Linked DNA regions of Zea mays: region 1 is linked to region 2. Evidence: chromatin contacts called from public HiChIP or PLAC-seq data. All regions are on one chromosome and are shown on one strand. The core of a region is the stretch at or near the end of the contact, and the rest is flanking DNA. Distances in the headings are between cores, read along the strand shown.

The links. HiChIP or PLAC-seq counts read pairs in DNA pulled down with a chosen protein or histone mark.
Region 1: a contact with region 2 is called in an H3K4me3 HiChIP or PLAC-seq map of leaf, with 4 times the contacts expected there. The contact joins the enhancer-like site here to the promoter of LOC542199 in region 2. A contact is called at or near these places in 5 of 25 Hi-C or Micro-C datasets (ear, endosperm, leaf and 1 more) and 1 of 3 datasets of contacts at active chromatin or transcription factors (leaf).

Annotation. Positions count from the first base shown.
Region 1 is chr2:18,616,138-18,619,193 of Zm-B73-REFERENCE-NAM-5.0, forward strand. No RefSeq gene overlaps it. Among protein-coding and RNA genes, the nearest start is that of LOC103648451, 34 kb to the right of the region's middle. Within about 2 kb of position 1,289, at least 17 of the 20 cell types and tissues checked have an H3K27ac peak or open chromatin away from gene starts, as enhancers often do. A contact at or near this core is called in ear, endosperm, leaf and 1 more, where this site is marked.
Region 2 is chr2:18,524,761-18,528,041 of Zm-B73-REFERENCE-NAM-5.0, forward strand. LOC542199 (naked endosperm1) reads right to left here and starts at 2,001. Exons shown (of 4, transcript NM_001351719.1): 1 at 1,687-2,001; 2 at 823-1,146. The coding sequence starts at 1,015.

The DNA.
Region 1 (3,056 bases), core at 39-2,538, 91 kb after region 2:
AATCTCAGCTGGGCACCAAATCTAGAACGCTCAATTAAGTTTATGCTGCTAACCCAGCAACGAGCGAGAGGCAGCTGCGCATTAGGTGAGGGAATTCCGTGAGAGAGATGGAGGTGGCGACGACTGCTGTATCATCCGGTTGTTGTTCACCGACAGGAGTCTCATGACTCACGGATCGATCGCTTTTAAACATAACAAAACATTCGCTGCTTGGGGCATCAGGTTTTTGGGCCGCGGTGTTCGCTGTACTCCATCTGCTGCCGCCGCCTGCTGCTCGCGCACACACCAAATCATGCACATCAAATCACACACGCCTTCACAGTCCTGTGAGCATTAGTTTAAGCGAGCGACAGATGGCCTGTTCCAAGGACATAAATTCCAACATGATACGATGGTTTTGTTTCGATTTAGAGTACTTGGAAGACGACCGAAGAGAGAGAGAGATGCTTATGTGTGCATCAACGTGAGGTGCACAGTAATCGTAATGCTAGCTATCCGGGTAGCATCTATACATGTGTCATGTGCTTCTGTGTGTGCGCGCGGTACGTGCTTGGCGTTTTGTTTGTAGGATAGCACGGCTGTGGCTGCAGAAGAATGTGGGTTCACTGTTGTGTGCTAGCCCTGGAGGGCCCACCACCGGACCCCCCTGAGATTCTCCTCAGATGGTTGCTTTCCGGGTGTGGTTTGCCCTAGTCCCTAGATAGGTTTGAGACCAGGCAGGCACTGTGTATCTATCAGTTTTCGAGCAGTAAAAACTGTAATGCCTCCATTTGTATCAGATAGGGTGACTGCTGGGCAAAAAGTCAGACTCTGATGGCATATATATGTTAGGGCTAGTTTTTCAGCTTCATTTTTTCAAGGGAAAATAAACTAATTTTCTTTGAAAAATGAAAATCCCTTTGAAAAATGAGGATTGTCTGGAATTGGAACCTGATTATGCCACCGGGTGATTTATCATATTACTGGAACTGAGCAGGTCTTTCTCAAGCATGCAACCGATTCTGTGTTTCAGGTATTGTCTTGGCTAGCGGCATGCAATATACATTCATACAGTAAGTTTTAGATGTTTTCTCAAAAGGCAAGTTGCATTCAGCAGTGACAATAAACAGGAAATAATGTGCAAGTTGTCGTTGTCTATTAACGTGCATTATCCGGCCGGCTGCATATAAGAAATACAGATGAGAGAAACGCGTGGCTGAATAAAAATGAGAGAGAGAGACACAGAGAGAGAGAGAGGGAGAGGGAGAGTGATGAGAGAGACCCTGTTGTAGTTTTGTAGTCTTGTAGACTTGTGACCTCTGTACACGCTATATGGTCCCGCCTCTCTCTCTCTCTCTCTCTCTCTCTCTCTCTCTCTCTCTCTCTCTCTCTCTCGTGAGATGTCAGCCTCAAGGCCAGCAGATTATCCCGGAGGGCATTCTAGGGTTCGTATCCATGAGCAGGACGGGAAACGGAAGGAAGGAATAACCAGGGAATAGGAACCTTTGTTTCCTCTTTTAGAGAGAGTTTGCAGTCCTGCCTTGTGAGCGAAGGCAAGCAGGAATATCTGAAGATGCATGCGTAGCAAGCTTGCAAATAGAGCTTCTCCAGGGACGCACGTCACCGCGCTCGTCTCATGACGTACGTCCAGACGAGACAATGGTACCGGAATACGCCTATATCATTTGTTCCTTTCTTGAAGCATGCATTGCGCTGCTGTATGGCAGATAGTACTATGTACGTGTAGCTGGTGATCTGTGGCATGAGATGAGACTATGTGAGAGTACTGACTGCGTGTACGTACTGATCAGTGATGCGAAGTGAGGTTCAAAGCGTTTCTTTCAGCACGTCGCGTCCCGCTCGCGGCTGATCAACAGACGGCAGTGGCATTGTTAAGGTACAGTAGCCCTGAAAAGGGTCTGAAAGCTTCAAAATTTCTTCTTTAGCTGTACGTCCATGGATATTTTATTTAGAGGGGCTTGGCTTTGTTTAGTCTCCATTGATTTAATTTTTTTTACTGTCAACGGGAGAGAGGATTCCCATCTGGATTCCATTGCAATTAAGGCGTGTTTGGTTAGAGTGACTAAAGATTAGTCTCTAGTTTTTAGTCTCATTTAGTCACTTTTTTGCCAAATACTAGGATTAAAATATGGACTAAAATAATTTAGTCTTTAGTCCTTCACATATGTGCTAAAAGGGATTAACCATATTAATTCCACATTTACCCCTCATTTAGTTCAATTGTACTAATAGCAGGAGAATGTTAAATGTCATTTTAGTCTTCTTATGAGTCATTTAGTATATTCTTACTATTTTTAGCCCATAAAACCAAACATGTTAAGGACTAAACTTTAGTCACCTAACTAAACTTTAGTCCCTAGACTAAAGAAACCAAACATGGCCTTAGTCGTGGGACGACAAGTTATATTTTTTTTTTGAGAGGACGGGAGGGGGAACCCCTACTGAAAATTTTATTAATACTGAGAAATTACAGTTTAGAGCATACAGTTAGCCAAATTACACAAGGGAAGGGTTAGTTAGGACTGCCATTGCTGAAGCCAGTTAGGAATGGAGGAATCGAATCTTCCCCGAGCTCTATGGATGACCAGGAGTAATTTCTTTGTGAATTCATGTTTACATTGCTGCACCTTTGGATCTGTGTTCTGAAATAACCATGCATTTCAACACTTCCAAATGCTCCATGTCATGAGGATAACTATCTCCATAGAGAAGGGAACATTGAGTTGTTGTTTGAGATTTGCCGAAGCCTCCTCGGGATTAGCAATTCTAGGAGGCGTCAAACCAATTGAATTCTAGCAGGCCTTAGCAAAGTTGCATCTGAGGAAGAGACGGTAGAGTGTTTCCTCTTTTTGCCAGATACAGTTTTTGCACGTGTATGACTCAAGTGTCATGTTTTTCCTCCTCAGCATATTCCTTGTGTTCAGTCTGTTTTTCAGCCATAACCAATAGAAAACTTTATGCTTTGGTTGACATTTATTTTTCCAAAGCGATTTGAATATGTGATGAACCTGAATATGTCCCATAAGATGCTTGTAAGTCTTCTTTGTAGAAAAAAT
Region 2 (3,281 bases), core at 751-3,250:
GGGGAAGGAAGAACTGAGTAACAGCTCATGCATGCACATGGAATCTTGGGAGGTGAACAGATTTTGTTTTCTTCTTGAAAAAAATACAAACTTTGTTATTTTTATTAACCAAATAAACAAAAGTTGATAGGATAGTTCGAATTCTTCAACCGGTTGAAACAAAAACGTGAGCATTGCTCAGAAAGAAGAGGCCAGGGGGTGAAAACTAGTAGTAGCGCCATGAATTGAATGAAGTCTCTACTCCAACCTTCCATATTCACCTGAATTAATTCTCACTCTCAGGTGTGACTGTGAGGACAGAGCTTTAAATGAAGTATATTGATTGAAAGATGCAAACTGGAGGCTCTCGTCTCGTCAAGTCTACTTGCTTTGCAGCGAAGGTAGGGAGGGGATCCACCTCGAACTAGGGAGGGAGGGAAGAGAGAGAACCAAGAGGAACTTGGGTACTATTTTCATAAAATCCAGTTCCCAGTGAAAAAAACAGGCTGTAGTTTGCACACATCGATCTGCGTTGAAAAACCAGGCAACAACTCTCGGAACTATATTAATTACGCAGTGTAGAGAGCAGCGATCACGAATCAAGAGAAACACACACAGACAAGAAGTGAAGAAACCAAGAAGACATGGAAAGAGAAACCGAGTGCATATGAGAGAAGAAGATGCTCCTGGTGTCAGCATCCAACTCATAAAACTCCAATAGATCCAGACGAGCGAGATCTCTCGCGCGCAGGCAGCATAGGCCTGACCTGTATGCAGTGTGCATGCACGACCGGAATCAAAAGGGGGAGGGGAGGGGGGTACTTGCGTTGCGTAATAAATTACCAGGCATAGTCCTCTTCTTCTTGGGCGGTGGCTGCGCCGGCGGCGCGCCTTGGCCGGACGCCGCAGGAACACCGCCTGCCACACCGGGCAGCGCCGCTGCCAGCTGTTGCTGCGGTGATATCAGCGGCTTAATCTGGTCTTGCTGGTCCCCATCCCTAACACCAAAGAACGCCGCCGATGAATTCGATGCCATCACTTCCTCCCGATTTATCCTGGCACCACCAGCTCGAACGCGCCAACACTGCTTCTCCTTCCTGCAGCTGGTCGCTTTGGCCCGTTGCTAGGAATAGGGTCGGCAGTGTTCTTCGTCCTTCCCCTTCTTCGCTGGAACAAGCAAGACTTACCAAGTGAGACAGGCATGGCAATCAACAACGGCAAAAAGAGCGCGAGTATCTCCAGGCAGCACATGACACACACAGCATGCGAGCGGCGACCATGGGGGCGAGACGAGAAAGATTTTTGCCGTTCCTCCGATCCGGAGACAAATCGAGGAAGAGCCCGACAGAACCAAGGAGATAAAGACCGGAAGAGGAGAGGCCCCGAAATTCCTGAGGGGAGTGATGGCTGTACCTTCTCATATGTATGTGCTTGGAACTGATCTGAAACAAGAAACAAATCCACAAGGAGCCGAGAAAAACTCCAAGCTAAGGCATCGGCCGCTTAGGACTCTTCCGAGATTAACAAAAGAACAAAGAGAACAGGGAAATCCAAACAAACAGTTGCACTCAAAACAAGTAAAAAAGCAAAACAACAAAAGCTCGCAAACACCCACACCCGCAGACTCATATATGACACAAACATACAGAGAGACAAATATATTTAGCAGGAAAAAAATATTAGACTGGGTTTGTTTCTTCTCTATACCTCACTCTCTCCCTGGTACCGCTAGCTCGCTCTCCTCTTGCTTTGCTCTTGCTACTGAGAGATAGCAGTGGTGGAGAGAGGATGCATGGAGGGAGAGGCTAAGAAGGCTGTTCTCCCATTTCTCTCATTTCCTTGTCATACTTTTCCTTCTCTCTCTTCTCTCCTGCTGCTTTCCTCTCCCACATCTAATATGCCCCACTATAAATCAATTTCTGGAATTTTCCCCCCTGCGCCTATGCACACGGGAAATATACAGGAGAGGGAGTATTTTTATATACAGCTCGGAGCAAGAGACAGAGAGGAGGAGAGAGAAAGGGTACAACGGATGGGAGCAGGGGGCAAGCACAAGCTCACGCAGCAGGCAAAGCGGTGTCGTGAAGCGTCTGAGGATTGGGTCCACCGACTGCGTGGGGCTGGCCGGCTTACCTCCCGCCATCACACATGCGCACACACCCGCAAAAGCTTTTCCCCGGAGTTGTTTTGGCTTTTTAGATGTTTATGGGCTGCAAGCGTGCATTTTCACAGGGGTTGTTTTGTTTTTTTAGACGTTTATGGGTTGCAAGCATATACTCAAGTGTGTGTGCTCGTGTTTTCGTATACCCTTACTGATATACCAAAGAGATACCACCTAATTTCTGTTAGATTCATCATATCTTTTTGTTAGCATTTGTTCACACACGTACATATTTTGTATGTATGTACGTGTATGTATGATGCACGTCATGACCATTTTGAGACGTTATTATTTATCATGGTTTATACGTGAGACTGCTGACAAGCAAGAGCTAGTTAGTGTAGCGTAAATCTCACCTTATACTCTATATAGTACAAAATATGTTCTAACAACCTATAGCTGTCCGTTTCAAATACACTTATAAAGTTCGTTTGCATATGTGGCTATGATTAGTATCTACCTACAGTACTGTTGATCCAACCAAATCACGTATAGCGAGTGGAATATTCTTGTCTAAGTTCTATTCATAAATAAATTTATTTATGCTAATTTCCTATTTTATATTGTATACCCTATTAACAATCAATGGTACAAAACAACTCTAAGATTGAGGTGAGGTCTAATTTCTACTGACAGTTTTGGTTATCGAACACCAGTAAAAATAAAATGGCTGGCCCCAAATGGAAACATCTTTCCACAGTAAAAAAAGATTTGTACAGGTGGTTCTCAATTAATTAACCACATGTGAAAAGAAACATTTCTACTAACCCTTGGCGGTTCTAAAAACGACAATACAAATGGCTTACAAACCATCAATATAGAGCTTCTTTGTATTTGTGAATTATGTGTAAGATATAAAGATATCTAGTTGCACAAGTGCCATAAATAGAGTGGCAAAATTTCTTTTGAAATATTGATTGCTAGCGGTGCACACTATTAATTATCTGTTGGTGATCCAGCTAATTACTTTTTCCACTGCTATTTTAATTTTTTGACAAATAAAACCACATCGGCGTGTAGGAAAACAAATAATATGACGCTATCACTGTTGACACACTCAAGCACTATCATCTCGTGTACATAGGATGCCCCCTGTTAGCTGTTGCTTGGGCTAGGTGCTACCAAAAGATACTGGAACCCG